Regions from separate parts of the Gadus morhua genome. Here region 1 is linked to region 2. Evidence: chromatin contacts called from public Hi-C data. All regions are on one chromosome and are shown on one strand. Each heading gives the region's core, a stretch centred on a gene start, on an enhancer-like site or on the middle of the called end of the contact. The rest is flanking DNA. Distances are from core to core; before and after follow the strand shown.

The links. Hi-C and Micro-C count contacts between places; a contact is called where the count stands out from the background.
Region 1: a Hi-C map of heart shows a contact between it and region 2, with 12 times the contacts expected there. The contact joins the promoter of fgf5 here to the promoter of LOC115545864 in region 2. A contact is called at or near these places in 5 of 6 Hi-C or Micro-C datasets (blood, gill, gonad and 2 more).

Annotation. Positions count from the first base shown.
Region 1 is chr6:25,253,211-25,258,056 of gadMor3.0, reverse strand. fgf5 (fibroblast growth factor 5) reads right to left here and starts at 1,596. Exons shown (of 3, transcript XM_030357900.1): 1 at 1,163-1,596; 2 at 629-732. The coding sequence starts at 1,346. prdm8b (PR domain containing 8b) reads right to left here. Exons shown (of 4, transcript XM_030357876.1): 4 at 4,627-4,846.
Region 2 is chr6:25,104,252-25,109,111 of gadMor3.0, reverse strand. LOC115545864 reads left to right here and starts at 1,544. Exons shown (of 3, transcript XM_030359333.1): 1 at 1,544-1,799; 2 at 2,754-2,829; 3 at 2,972-4,860. The coding sequence starts at 2,755.

The sequences.
Region 1 (4,846 bases), core at 347-2,846, 150 kb before region 2:
GCTAAAGCCCCTTATCTGTCTTTTTCAGTTGTCAGTCGGTCTCAACTCACACAGTTGAGGCTAAATGTGTCAATGGACATTGACTTGGTTATGGGATGGGCAAGGATAGGGGTAAACAGGCTGCACCTTTCCTTGTAGTCCGGTTTTAAAAGTCTTCTGAGTCTCCAGATCTCAGAGAGGATGTTCGGAAGCTGGATGAATGTAACAGAGATACATTTACCAAGAATATCGACCTTCCAGGTATAAGCCACCATCCCAAAAGACACTAATCCGTTCTAATAAAGCTGCTTCTGAGGGTGTGTGTGGGAAGGGTTTGCAGTACTGACTCTGACGTTCCACCACATTGACCTAGCATTAACCCTAATCCACTCAGATCCTTTTGAACCATCATAAAGACCATCGCTTGGGATCAATCAAAAACCCAACTCAAGGTGTCAGCAACATTTTCAACCTTCAGCGTATGTCTGTATTACCAGCAGCACTCCCACACCCTAACTTAATATGTCCTACATGGTTGGGTTAACCCTAACCATCTCCCCACTTTTATTAAATATGTCCTACTGATTAAGTTCTCCCTAAGCCTCTCCTGGTGGTTTACTGTTGGTCCACCTTGGGGCTGAGTACTCACAGTGGCGTGGAGGCGTCCTCGATAGTTCATGGCCAGAAACCTGCGACTGGAAACTCCTCTGATGCCGACCACACCCTGGGACATGGCGAAAAGCTCCACAACACCTGGGGACAGACGTTACCATTACCTGGGGTTCAGCCCCAACCCTACCCCAGACCCCTGTTCTCTAACATAATACCGGACCAACCTTCTCCAACCTGATACATACACTTAATCATCTCAACTGCATGACGTACAGTATATAGGCCTACTTAGTGCTCAAACATTATTCAATGTTTGCAACCTAGGCGTACATGTATTTTCATAGTGTGTTGGCTATCTACAACTATATGAGAAACTTGATACCTATATTTATTACTATGGAGACCTGGTGAGGTGTGACTAACATTGCATTTAAACTCTTAGTGATGTCATTAGGTAGCCTAGTACAATCAAGTACAATGAAACACAATGCAATGCAATCTAAAAACAAAGTTGCGTTTAACTCATATGCGTGACATCTTATATCAGCTTGAGAAGTTCAATAAGTCATACTTAAGTGGTTGGCTTCGTGACTCCCGTTGACTCGGCCGTCGGGATGGATTTGCAGATGGAAGCCGATGCCGACTCTGCAGTAGAGTCTGCAGGTCCTGCGTCCGGACCCGAACCGCTCTGTCCCGGCGGCAGCAGCACGGATCAGGTGAGCCACAGTCAGAATATAGAAGGGAACACGCATCATTCCGTGATGGTGCCAGTGTTGACTTCGCTCGTCCACTCCTGCATGTTGGCAACGCGCGCACCGACGAGTTGTCTCGGCTGCAGTACTTGAGTTGTTCTGGCACGGGATGGATATTTTTAACTCCAATGATCTCACTTCTGCTTGATGTATGACAGAGCTTTAATGGACTCTCTTTCATCCGGATTTCATTACTGAATTGCCAAGTCCGCTCAGAATACGCGTAACGTTAAAGAAAACACGACCGACGGTGCAAGGCTCTTCCGCTGCAAGAAGGTGCCTATGCGCGGCATTTTACGCAGGGTGGTTAACATCGTTCCGATTGTCAAACAACATTCGTAAGAAAAAATAATCAACGGAAAGCTACTCCTAGTGTTTCTTATAACCAGAAGTACGAACTACCATGCTGACCCATACTGAATTGTTTGGATACATACTGGAGTCACCAAAGACGTTCCAAATGTCTTATGGGCAGCAGTGAAATATCTTGTCACAAACGCTTGCACGCAGGCAAACAAACACACACACTCACATACGCATACACGCACAAACCATCAAGTTGTTGTTGTGGTTATAAAACAAACAGCCAGTCCTCACCAGTGTACCACATGGAAAGCAGTGGAGATGACCCCTGTAATCCCAGCAGGCATTGTTTATCTTTCTCATCAAGGATCTGATACGAGTCTGCTCTCCCCTAACCTGATTATCTTAGGAGACACTCTGTGAACACTCTGAGGCTGACCACCCTGGCTCACGGTCCAGGAACGCTGTTCCTACCCTCCCGAGAGACACAGCGACCCTTGATTAGTTCATCAAAGCCTTAAGCAGCTCTTTAGAACAGAGCCCTGGGCCCATACCGCCCTCAGCTTCAGTTCAGCAGGGCACCGGCTGTAGCTGATGACCTGAACACGGGGCTGGTCTATACTGCTCTTTACTGGTCTACAAAGGTCTAAACTGGTGACTAGTCTAAAATTGTCTACACGGGTCTGTAATGGTCTATATTGGTGTATACTAGTCTACAATGTTCTATACTTTTCTTTACTGATCTATACTGTCTATCCAGGTCCTTACTGGTCTACTGATCAATACTGATCTATACAGATCTCTATCTGGACTGCAATGGTCTACACTGGTCTATCTGTTCTGAATTGGTCTATTTACTGATTCATTCTGATCTATACTGGTATAGACTTTACTGGTGTAACTGGTCTGCACTTGTGTGTACCATCTGTACTGGATCATACTGGTCTGTATATGGTCTGAACCGATCTCTATACTGGTCTGTATTGGTCCGTACTGCACTATAGTGGTATTAACTGGTCTCTCTCTGAGGAGCAAACAGGTGCAGCCTATATACGCTCTAACTCTAACTGCTCTCTTTACCACAGTGTGGACAGAGCTCACATACCAGGAGGACAAGAGACAGACAGACACACGCACAGGACGTGACATGGAGGCAGCCAATGAGAGCTCTTCCGTCTGCCAGGGAGAGTGTAAATGTGTCCCTGTCTTCACGTGGGTAGATTGAGTGCTTTATGTGTCAGGAATAGGTAATACTGCTCTTGTATATTTATAAATATAAATACTTGATGTTACTCAAGGTGATCTTGACTCTGAATGCATCAAATAGCACAACATGAGGAATGTTATGACATGACGCACACGCACACGCACACACACACACACACACACACACACACACACACACACACACACACACACACACACACACACACACACACACACACACACACACACACACACAAACACATACAAACCATGTGTTTGTATGTGGACACTTTAAGTGTCCACTTAAAGTGAAAACAAATCTGAAATCATGTAGATTGTGTAAATGTCAACATATACTAGAAAGGCACTACTGAGTAAACTGACTGACTGACTGACCAAACAGTGCTTCTAGGTATCGTGCACTATTGATGTACTTGCACATGTTGATCGCATGGTGGCACTGCTGTACCTTTTATCTGTAACATGGTGGTCAGCGCGTCTCATAATTCAGAATCAGTGCAAAGTAACATACAGTAAGATGCAAAATAATCGTAACTATAATCTATAAATATGTAACATCTAAAACAATACATGACGACTATATTCAGGCCCTATCTAACTTTATATTTATCGTTATGGATATAGATCTATAGATAATAACTGGCCTTCAAGAATCGCATTATTATATTGCGCCTTTGTTAATGTTGATAAAGCAAGACGAATATTGAACATATCCATGTCATGGGACTTTATATCGTTTTTTTGCGTCCAAGCTAATGCCTTGAGACAAGATCTTAATTATGGCAATTTACAGGCTAATTATTAGAATATAATAATATATACGTAGGCCTATTTTACACCTGATTTTCCAGTTCTCAAACACCTAGGCTATACAATCTGAGGACGCGGCCGCCTTGATTTTTCCGTAAAGCCTACTGGTCTACTGGTCTGCCCTATAATATAATGCCCCTGTTAGCCGATTTTTGGACACAAATCATTTATCGTTATTCTCGCTGAGGCAATTGTGTGGTCGACGTTTTTCTCACATAAAAAGCAGGATTATGCCTTGTTTCTGCTGCGGTGAACTATCTCAGGGTTTGCATTCAGGTATTTCGTGGTAGCGAACAAGTTAAAAGTGGTGAGACTAAGTATAAGGCCTATCATTATTATTAAAACATCGGTTTTAGGAGATTATTTCCTGACAGACCAAACGCCTACAATTTATGCTATAACCATTAAAACGACCTGGCTCCCACCATTAGCATACTAATATGCCTGCTAGCCTACTTATTATAATAGGCCTAATAATAATAATAATAACAACGATAATAAATCATAATAGGCCTATTATTATTATTATTAATATTATTAACAATAATAATAACAATAATAACGATAATATTGGCTATGTATTTGAACTTTGTTGTTGTTATTATTATTTTCATTAGGTATTCACGTTGTATCTGTGGATACTTATTGTTATTAATAGTATTATTACAATTATTACTATTATCATTATTTTATTTAAATTATTATTATGATCATTATTATTATATGTATGAATCTGCTCTGATCAATACATAGTGGAAAAATCATAGAATTTCCCTGTCAACGTTAAAAATGCAATAATTACCCTTGTTGAAGGTCAATATAACAACGAAATATCCTAATCGCTATAATAAGCCCTATAAAATAATACTAATATATTACTAAGGATAACACATTAGAAGCGATGCTTCAGCACCTTTCCTCATCTGCTGACACAGGAGCCGCATTTGGAAAATAAAGCTATTTTATTGTCAATGCATTCAACATGATTAGATAAACTATCAAGTAGTACATTTCCGCAAAAGGAAGGACAAACTAATCCCCACTGACACAAAATATGACACTTTGTATTTCAAATAAAACGAGATATTTACACTGTAGTGAATAGATCTTAAATCTTAATATTACATGCACTCTGAAATAGCCTGACCCATTTAAACCTTATA
Region 2 (4,860 bases), core at 295-2,794:
ACATCAGAAACATTACAAACGAGTGCTTTGGTGAAAGCTAAACTAAAAAGGTATATAAGATTGATTTCCTCCATACTTTTTGTATCTTTATGTGCCACATTGTGATTCCCTCGGTTCAAGAGGACCAGAGCCCACACCCCTTTAGGACTCAGTAGAACCTCAGAAACCAAAAGAAGATGGTAGACTACCTAATTGATCGGAAATATTGGGGAAAGCGAAACAAAGAGGCCAGGTGAGCTGAGGGAAGAAGCTAAAAAAGTATATATATATCCATAAACACCCCATTGTGCCTCACTTCCATTCATGCATATAGAATCACACGATCAGCAGCATTCTGTTCAAACTGCATAAGCCTCCCATTGCCGTCTCTGTCCTCTGAAATGGGACTGGACTCTCGTGTCTCTTCAGTTAAGAAGATGCAGGTGCTTTTGAAAGATACAGCACCTGTGATTGATACAAATACAAATCATCCCAAAAAGGATGTTTGATGCTGAAGAATTACACTCTTACATCATATTCACTCAAAATCTCCTATTGAAAGTTTATGAAAGTAATCTTTGTTCCATGTTGAGATCCGAGAGCAGCTTATTTTAACATTGTCCTGAAAAAACAAGATATTAAGATTTACTATGATGTAGAACTCAGAACACAGCATACTAATATAATGGTTGTCTTACTGACGATTATGCTCTCTTCATTTTAGATCCACTCTGGATTAACAGGAAGTTAGTTGGCATGGCAACGTTAGTCATCTTCCTGTTGGCTGCTGAATGCCTTCAAACTAATCCTGCCATGCGCTTCCAAAATGTTGTCTTTTCTCTTGAGAAGAAAGAGAAGAGACAGCTGTGTTGCAGATTACATTTAAAGCTTTCAATATTGTTAGTGGCATGAAACTCAGTGGAAGCCAGATTCTAAGCATAGTCCACTTTATTTTCCTACCCTGTAGGCCTACATAATATGTGATAATACTAATACTTCTGTAAAGCCGGTTGTTATTTTGATATTTCCCCTGATTTAATAAAAATAATTTCTCTGACAAGATAAGCAGACCTCGAAACAGTGAGCTAGACTGGTGTGAGGTAAACTAGACTGCTGCGTTACCGCCACCGTGTGGATACAAAGTAGATTTAAGTATAATTTAACCCACAAACGTGTCGACAACTATACATTGAAAAATTAATCCAATGAGTTGGACGCATGAGAGTTTAGTCCGTCTCATCTCTTCTTGTGTTTAAGTAGTCCTCCTTTAATTGTAGTGGTGCGACAGTCACACATTTTATTAGATTCGATTTTCTCAACATAGTATGGAAGCCCATTCCCGCCACAGGAAAAAAAAAAAACACCACAAACTATCTCATAATTATGAGATTAAAAGTCATAATAACGAGATTTAAAGTCATAATTACGAGATTTAAAGTCATAATTACGAGATTTAAAGTCATAATTACGAGATTAAAAGTCATAATTACGAGATTAAAAGTCATAATTACGAGATTTAAAGTCATAATTATGAGATTTAAAGTCATAATAACGAGATAAAAAAGTCATAATTATGAGATTTAAAGTCATAATAACGAGATAAAAAAGTCATAATAATGAGATTTAAAGTCATAATTACGAGATTTTCGACGGTTAGCCTGCCCCCTGACCTCACTTCCTTCAAGTTCGAAATCGGCACGACAGAGCGGCACGCGCTACTAGGCTACCAGTCGGCGCCATCATTTCGGACCTGAGGCTGATGAACCTGCAAGTCATCACTTCTCTCGGTCATCCTCCTATTCGCAAGGCGAAACAGCAAGGTAACCGAATTTGTAGAGATGCTCTTTTAAGCCTATATTCAGTAATTCAGCGTCTTTTCATCTGGTTTATGTTTCCTTTGAAAAAGCACTCTGCTGCAGCTATGTTAGCTAGTTCTAGTATTAGCACCGTGTTAATTTTGTCAGCTATTTTAGATTTTGTCACATTTTAGTCATTGTTTTCCTTTGTAGTTTTAGTCTAGTTTTAGTCGACAAAAAGTCCTTAAATTGTAGTCAACTTTTAGTCAAAATGTTTTCTCTTTTTAAACTAGTTCAAAGTGTTCGAAATCGTTCCCTATCACGGATATAGTGCACTATATAGGATGCTCGCCATTTTGTAGTGGTGTTCGAATTCTGAGTACATAAAAAGTAAATTGTTAAGCCTAATTTCTCTGATATAAAGGAAATTACAAAATAAGCCAACGGCAAGAATTAAATGACGTACAGGACGCGAACTCAGGTCGCCCGTATTGCAGGGCCTAAACCACTCAGCCAACTGCTGGTTCATAAAGTTGATGGAATGGAGTGGTCTTGAGAAAATATCCACGATAACAATATAGGCATATCTCAATTAATTTAATTACTTTATTTGCATCATTCAATCTTAAACCCTTAGTGAAAATATAGGCTGTTTGTACTTCATATATGTACATTTATGACAAAATCGTGAGGACTAGGCTTGTGACAGACACGCACATGTGGCGCTCGCGCGGTAATAGCTCATTGGCGCCACCTAGTGATCATTATGTGCAAATGCACAGCCTCTCATTCAAATGACTTAGGGGTCATTTGACCCCTCTTGTGGCGCTAGTAGTAAGTAAAAATGGCCCGGCGTGGGACGAATTTCGAATTATAAATATGTACAATGCATAATGTTAGCTCATCCATGTGCTCAATGCATCACAATGTAGTTGGCATCTGTTCCGTTCGTTAAATATTTGTGTTGGCCTCTCACAGGATGGATGAGTTGTGCGAGTTCTTGAGGTCGCGGAATGTACCAGAAGAAAACATAAAGCAACTGGAAAACGATAAGGTAACTAGTCTGTTAATGGGGGAAAGATAGGCTAAATTGTGTGTTTATGCATTTTTTGATTTTTTTTTTAATTACTGCTTCTGTTTATGTTAAATTATATTTGTTTTGTGGCTGTGTGTGTGTGTTTTCCTCTTTTTTTAAGATCGATCCCAATGTCCTCCTGCTCATGAACGACGACCAGTTAACCGAGTATCTACCATCATATGGAGACCGACTGGCTGTCCTTGGATATTGCAGATTGAAGGGGAAGAATCCTGTTGCCCGCAAATCAAAACTTTTTGAGCGACTGAAAGCCAAGTTAGCAAAAAGTGACGATCGTGAACACTTGTCTGAGAAGTTACCATGTCAAAATGCTCAGAAGAAAGAGCGTAAAATTGAAATTGGCTGGTTGAATTTCCGTGACGGGAAATTCTTACAAATGAGGGCCAAAAAGGGGGGCGGGACCAGGAAAATCTCTGTGTCCAAGAATTGTTGTAAAGATCAGTTAATTGAACAGGCCAAAAACCTGTTTTTCCCTGGTCAGAAAAATGCAGAAGGAAATGTTCAAGATTTTGCGATTGAACTAACTGATTTTCAGGAGCGCCCGTTAGATCCCCTGACTACAGTTGGGGATCTTTATGAAGTAACAAAGCTGCCCATTTTACGCTTTTACTTAGCAACAACCAAGAGGGATGGTTGCAGTGAGAATCAGCTTGCAGCCTCACCCAACCCCCCTAGGCCTAGTTTACCTCTAGCTGAAGGTCAGGAAACCGCAGATGTGGTATATGCTAGTAGCAGCAATGTCCTGTCTGATACAAACAGTGATCCTGAGCCCTTCGATTGCTCCACTGTTGAAATGACAGATTGGGCTAGTGTGAGCGAAGTTGATGCCGCCAATGCTGTAGATGACTTTGAGAATAGTGGCACAGTTACCTTTTTCCAAGGACACCAACATGATCTGGACTGGGTTAGCCTTGATGATACCTTACAAACGTCTCCTCGGGCATCAAGTTCATCTACTCCGACCCTAGATATTGCTCATGTGCCCATTGATCAGAGTGAAAGAACAAAGAGAATAATTGTTGTTCACCGTGGGCAGATCCTGAGAGAACTAATCACACATTTTTTGGACGCGAGTGTCATGCGAGATGATGTTTTCATCCAAGTAATTCTTCCCAATGGAAGTTTGGAAATGGCAGTTGATGAAGGTGGCGTGTTAAGGGATGTGCTAACTGAATTTTGGCTGGACTTTTATGAGCAATGCACTTTAGGAAATGCTTTCAAGGTGCCTTTTCTACGCCATGATTTTGGTAAGCAGCAGTGGGAAAGCATTGGCAGAATAATAGCAATGGGTTGGCAAAAAGAGAAGTACCTGCCTATAAAAATAGCCCCAGTAATTTTGGAGAAAGTTGCCCTGGGAAGTGTGAAGAGTAGTCTTGTTGACTGCTTCCTGAAATATGTCACAGAGTCAGAGAGATTGGTGTTTGAATCCTGCCGTTCAGATTTTGAAAGTGTGGATCAGGAAGAATTGATTGAAGTAATGGATCTCCACAGCTGTCGAAGAATGCCAACCGCTGATAATATTGAACAGCTCTTGGAGGAGCTTGCCCACCAAAAGCTGGTTCAAGAACCCGCCTTTGTCCTAGAGCAGTGGAGCAAGGTGCTTGCACCCTTTAGGTCAGATTTGGAAGGCATTTCAGAAGCGTATGTAAATCTTCATCCAACACTGAGGAAGGTGATTAGGTCTATCTCTTACCCCACTACTATGAACGACCAGCAGAAGAACATAGGAAAGCATCTTAGCACTTACCTTAGAGAATCTGACGCACAGCACCTGTCTCTATTCCTTCGGTTTTGCACTGGCTCTGATTTGTTTCTTGGTAAGACCATTACTTTGAGCTTCACGAATTTGCAAGGTATGCAGAGACGGCCCATCGCCCACACATGTGGATGCTACTTGGAGTTGCCAATTGATTATGACAATTACCCGGATTTCAGACACGAAATGAACAAAGTATTGGAGAGTGGTGTGTGGGCAATGGACATAGTTTA